2 separate regions of the Danio rerio genome follow, and region 1 is linked to region 2. The links are chromatin contacts, called in public Hi-C maps. All regions are on one chromosome and are shown on one strand. Each heading gives the region's core, a stretch centred on a gene start, on an enhancer-like site or on the middle of the called end of the contact. The rest is flanking DNA. Distances are from core to core; before and after follow the strand shown. Region 1 overlaps lrp1ab (low density lipoprotein receptor-related protein 1Ab). Region 2 overlaps lrp1ab (low density lipoprotein receptor-related protein 1Ab).

The links. Hi-C and Micro-C count contacts between places; a contact is called where the count stands out from the background.
Region 1: a contact with region 2 is called in a Hi-C map of an unstated tissue, with 2.6 times the contacts expected there. The contact joins two enhancer-like sites. A contact is called at or near these places in 2 of 18 Hi-C or Micro-C datasets (caudal fin and an unstated tissue).

Annotation. Positions count from the first base shown.
Region 1 is chr23:28,549,379-28,552,078 of GRCz12tu, forward strand. All of the region lies in intron 3 of lrp1ab (low density lipoprotein receptor-related protein 1Ab), which reads right to left. Among named protein-coding and RNA genes, the nearest start is that of lrp1ab, 81 kb to the right of the region's middle. Within about 2 kb of position 1,328, at least 8 of the 62 cell types and tissues checked have an H3K27ac peak or open chromatin away from gene starts, as enhancers often do. A contact at or near this core is called in caudal fin, where this site is marked.
Region 2 is chr23:28,506,800-28,509,558 of GRCz12tu, forward strand. It overlaps lrp1ab (low density lipoprotein receptor-related protein 1Ab), which reads right to left. Exons shown (of 90, transcript XM_021469971.2): 8 at 1,625-1,847; 9 at 382-571. Among named protein-coding and RNA genes, the nearest start is that of lrp1ab, 120 kb to the right of the region's middle. Within about 2 kb of position 1,457, at least 8 of the 62 cell types and tissues checked have an H3K27ac peak or open chromatin away from gene starts, as enhancers often do. A contact at or near this core is called in caudal fin, where this site is marked.

The DNA.
Region 1 (2,700 bases), core at 78-2,577, 42 kb after region 2:
GACTGTTGCTAAACGAAAAAGCTAACAGGCTAATGGTTAAATAGGCTAACTAAACTAAACCGAATCATAATATGTAACCCTAAATTTGATTTTCACAGCAATTTGAGCTCACTGCTTGCGAAAAGCTTAAACAAATCAAACTTTCTTACAGTAAATGAGATTTTTAATGCTAACTAAAATTGCTAACAGCTACAAAATAGTAAACTAGTCATAACTGTAAGTCTAATTTCCACTGCTGATTGAAATGGCTAACTCCTTAAAAATACTAAAGCCAATGAAACTTCAAAACTGTAAATGATAATTTCACTACTTAATAAAATATCTAACATCTATATAAAACAATCAAACTTTCTAAAAGAGGATTTCACTAGCAAGTAAAAAAAAAAAAAACAGCTAGAAAACAAAAAACTAAAATGCCTTTCACAAAAAAAAAATAAAAAATAAAAAAATCAGCCTCCTTTTTAAAAGCCATAAAAAAAGAAAAATCACCAATCAACTGCCAGTAACATGAGATCAGATGTTGGGAAATAGCTCTATAATAAAACATATTCCTCCACTCTGTTGTGAAATAACCCATTTTAAAGAGTAAAAAGAAAAAATGTTAATTTTAAAAAATGTTGGAAATGTGCATATGGCGCAACGAGAGCTGACCAGAGACATTTTTGTACAAATTGTCATCGCCGCTCCAAGTTTGAAAGCTCTAAATCTCAAGATCTTCATCAGAAAGCTGTTTTGGAGAGGTACTGACAGAGTTTGGCCCGTGTCTTCATAGTGGGAGAAACTGGACAGACCTTGAAACATCTCTGAGAGGCTTTAGTGCAGAATGATTAAATCAAGACTGCGGGGAGTCAATTAAATCAGCCAAGAGGGAAAACACAATCAAACCGGCATTGAGACGCTTTCCAGCTCAGCAAGGGAGGGAATTTGCAAAGCCCAGAATATGAGGAACCAGACTAGCATAAGCACGGCTAATATTAGAGGGAGGCTTGGTTATTCGCATTCCCATCACTGATTTCTCTATCCTGCAGACGTATCGCACGGTAATAATCTCATGCCTGCCTCCCTCTCTCTGCCCATTTGTCAACAACTCTAATTACTTAGAAATATAGACTGACAAAATATGTTTTGAAAACATTGCAGCTGAGATTCTTGCACAATCTCCGCGTCTGTTCTGTGAAAACACAGTAAAGCTTGTGAAACTGTAAACCATTCTGTGAAAGTGGAAACGGGCAAACACCAACAGGAAAATACATCCCAGTGTATGTTTTTGTGTGCTGAACGTGTGTGTGGAAGAGCGGGCGAGTGTTTACCTCAGGGTTCAAAGGGTCAGGATTTGAGCCGGAGGACAAGTAAAGTGTGTGAGCGTCAGACGGGGGCCAGATCAGAAAGGCACGTTGTTTATCATCCGGCCTTTAAAACCTAAGGTCTGTCATTCTGGCATTCCTTCAGTATGGAAATATGGTGCTGAACAGACCGGGATTAACATCACAGGGATTGTTTTGACCCTCCAATCTAAGCCTTCCCTTTTGAAATTTGATTTAACTGTCAGTCTAATTTCTTTCAATTACTTGCTAAGTGGGCAGATCATTTCATTAAAGATATATGTCAGCTGGATGAAACGGCGACTCTCAAGAGTTTGGGCACTAACAAGATGAGTCTGATAACGTATGTGAGGATGATGCTAACCAGCACCCTCAGGTTCAGATCCTTGCATCTAATTATGATATATCTGTCTGAAAGAAAGACACCATATGAATTTAAAATCAGTGTTTTTCTTAACATTATTCAAAATATATAATAATATGATCCTTAGTTTTAGTTGATATTTTGGTTCTACTTTACAGTAAGGTTCCATTAGTCTTTCATGTATTTGTTTTCCTTTAGCTTATTTATCAGGAGTTGCCACAGCAGAATGAACCACTAACTATTTAGGCATACGTTTTACACAGTGAATGCCCTTTCAGCTGCAAGCCAGCACTTGGAAACACCCATACACTCTCATTCACACACGCACTCATACACTACAGCCAATTTTGTTTTCCCCAATTCACCTATAGTGCACGTCTTTGCAATCGGCGAAACCGAAGTACCCTGAGGAAACTAACGCAAGCACAGGGAGAACATGCAAACTCCACACAGAAATGCCAACTGACCCAGCTGGGACTCGAACCAGCGACCTTCTTGCTGTAAGGTGACAGAGCTAACCACGGAGTCATTGTGCCAGAGTTCTATACAGTTAAGTAATAGTTAATATACATCTAGCCGGTTGTTCACACAGAACAAAATCTGACAGGCTTATTAGCATACTGATAGCCTATTTGTGAGGCAGAGGGCTGTTATATAAGACTGAAGGGCTTTACTCTTTGAAAAAACAGCTAGCTAGATGTACATTATTACACTTATTACATGACTAGAGTTACAAAAGTAAACAATTAGACAGAAAACTGTGATCTTGGCTGCAATAATTTACTAATTGTTTAATTAAATGTAAAGCTAGCAAGAAAGCTTGAAAGAAAAACTAAACTACAGCAGTGACACAATGTTGTTATGTTTGTTAAAAGTATCAACTTTGATACCAATTCATACAAAATCTTTTAAATTATATATTTCTCACTAGCATTTGAGCGCTGCTTAGCACTTTCTTAAACACAGCTAATTGGTCTCTGCATTCACATTATTATTGTTGCTTTACTGTTGTTC
Region 2 (2,759 bases), core at 207-2,706:
TCAGTCTAATTTTTGTGAAAGACATTAAATGCATTTGTAAAAAAACAAACAAACAAAAAAAATAGCCTGTACAAATGTAAGTGTACACAGGTTTTTTAAAATTGTTATGTAGAACTGTACGGTCAGATTTTTGGTTGACCAATCAGCAGAAAGAAGATTTTCATCCTTGCCCAAAAGTAGCCAAATAAGATCAAATATTTTTGCCATTTATGAACATTCTGTGCCAAAATGCAATAAAAATTAAGCTGAATTTAAATAAATAAATTCCAACTTTTCAATAAAATCAAATATAAAAAACATGACATACAGAATAGACTGCTTGAAATGCTTCCCTATTTTTGAATTTAGAAATTGAAAAAAAAAAGCATTTTTGTGTTGTACCTGTGGGTTGGCGTCTCTGGTGGTAAACATGAAGAGCGCCACCTTTATCCACACGCGTGACCACCTGGAAGTCAGAGCTGTTGAATCGGTTGACTCTGATGACGCTGGTTTTGGGTTGCATGTTGGCGTTGTCAGAGTTGGTGGCATACAGATAGTTCTCAAACACTGTTAAACCATACAGATGCTCAATCTGCCAAAACAAGCAGAATTAAAAGATTAAAATTTATATATTAATTAAATACATGGCAGAGCATAGTGTTTGCCACACCACATATAAAAATGAAATAAATATATAAATATAAACTGAACTAAACCAATTCAAACTATTGATGATGACAATTTAATTCAATAATCAATTCAAAGCATTTAAAATCCATGCTTCGTTTTTTTATAGAATATTTTAATGCATAACAGAAAAATTCTAGATTGCTTTTGAGACATTTGGTTTCTGTATCTTCAGTGTTATTAACTGACTGATTCATGATATGATACAGTTGATGTTAAAATGATTGAAATTTAAAATCTTTTCAAATTAATTCCCAAGTGCTGTTTAAAGGAGACACATTTTTAAACATAAGTTTTAATAAAAAATATCTAATAACTATTTTCTTTGGTCTTTGCCATGAAGACAGAACATAATATTTTCTTAAAAGTGGAACTTAAAGCGTTTACGTAGGTTAATTAGATTAAATAAGCAAGTTAGTAGTTAATTCTGTAGCCAATTAACAAAAAAATATAGAACTTCTTAAGGGGGCTAATAATATTGACCTCAAAATTGTTTACAAAATTTAGAAACTGCTTTCTCAAGAAGAAAAAAATATGATAGTAAAAAACTGTGAAAATGTTCTTGTTCCATTAAACATCACTTGGGAAATATTTAAGGAAAAAAAATGTATTTGAAAATAAAAAAGAGCAAAATATATTAACTTAAGTAGGACAATTGTAACACTAACAGTGCAAGGTACAACAAGTAGTGTTTATTTTGGCGATACACTGAATGTAAACCAGGACTGAAATGTTTCCAGACACAATGCACTTGCACAATGTTTCGGATGATCTAATGCTGATCTTTCAGTCCTGATGATCGTGTGACTCTCTCAGTTCCACAAACTCATGAGTGATAATGACGTCGATGTCAGTAACATACTGAGATGGAGGTCAAGGCTCCAAACAAACACATCTTTTACAGCAGGCATGTGTTTGGCGTTCACAAAGACACACAAGTGTGACACTTCAGACATACCAGTAAGCCCTGAATGATGGTGTGCCGGTTCTTGCCTTCGTAATCCACCACCTCAATATAATCTAAGTAAGCATCAGTCCAGTACACCAGCTTGTTGGCCAGGTCCAGAGTGATGCCGTTAGGGAAGACGATTTTACTGTCCACTAGTTTGGTGCGGTTCTGCCCGTCCATATCACAGCGCTCTACTTTTGGGGTCTGGCCATAATCTGTGAAGAACACTTTTCTGGAAGAAAAGAAAAATTATTATGAATGAAGTGTATGCTTTAGGGAATTGAAGAAAAACAAGTCATGACAGAAATATAAATAAATCTAATTTAAATATATATTTAAAAAAATAAATAAATAATGACTCAATTTTGACAGTGAAACATTTTCTATTTTCAAGATTCATTCATTCATTCATTTTCTTTTTGGCTTAGTCCTTTGTTAATCAGGGGTTGCCACAGCGGAATGAGCTGCCAACTTATCCAGCATATGGTATTACGCAAAGGATGCCCTTTCAGCTGCAACCCAGCTCTAGGAAACACCCATACACTCTCATTCACACATATACATGCACTACGGACATTTTTGTTTATTCAATTAACCTATAAAGCAAGTCTTTGGACTGTGGGGGAGACAGGAGCACCTGGAGGAAACCAAGGCCAACACTGGGAGAACATGTAAACTCTACACAGAAATGACAACTGGCCCAGCCGGGGCTCGAACCAGTGACCTACTTGCTGTAGAGGAACATTACTACCCACTGTGACACCGTGTCGACCCGATATTTTTTTTTAGGATTTTTGGTTATTATTTAGTTTTTTCCCCAATAATTTACATTGCTTTTAGAAAACATTTAGTAACTTCACTTTTCATGATATGATTTAAAGTCATTCTGTCCAGACCCAGTGTATCATTAAATCTATTCTGGGTTTACTCCCCTCATATCTGTAAACTTAAATTTGTAAAAAATAAATAAATAAATAAATAAATAAACAAACTGTCTCGAGCTATAGCTTTCGGACTCTGAGAAATTTTATTTGTATTTTTTATTATAGGAACAATATGGCGCATACTGAAATTTGGGGAAAAGGCTTTTAAATAGGCAACACCTCTTGCATGGAATAACCTCCAAACAAGTTGCAGTTTAAAG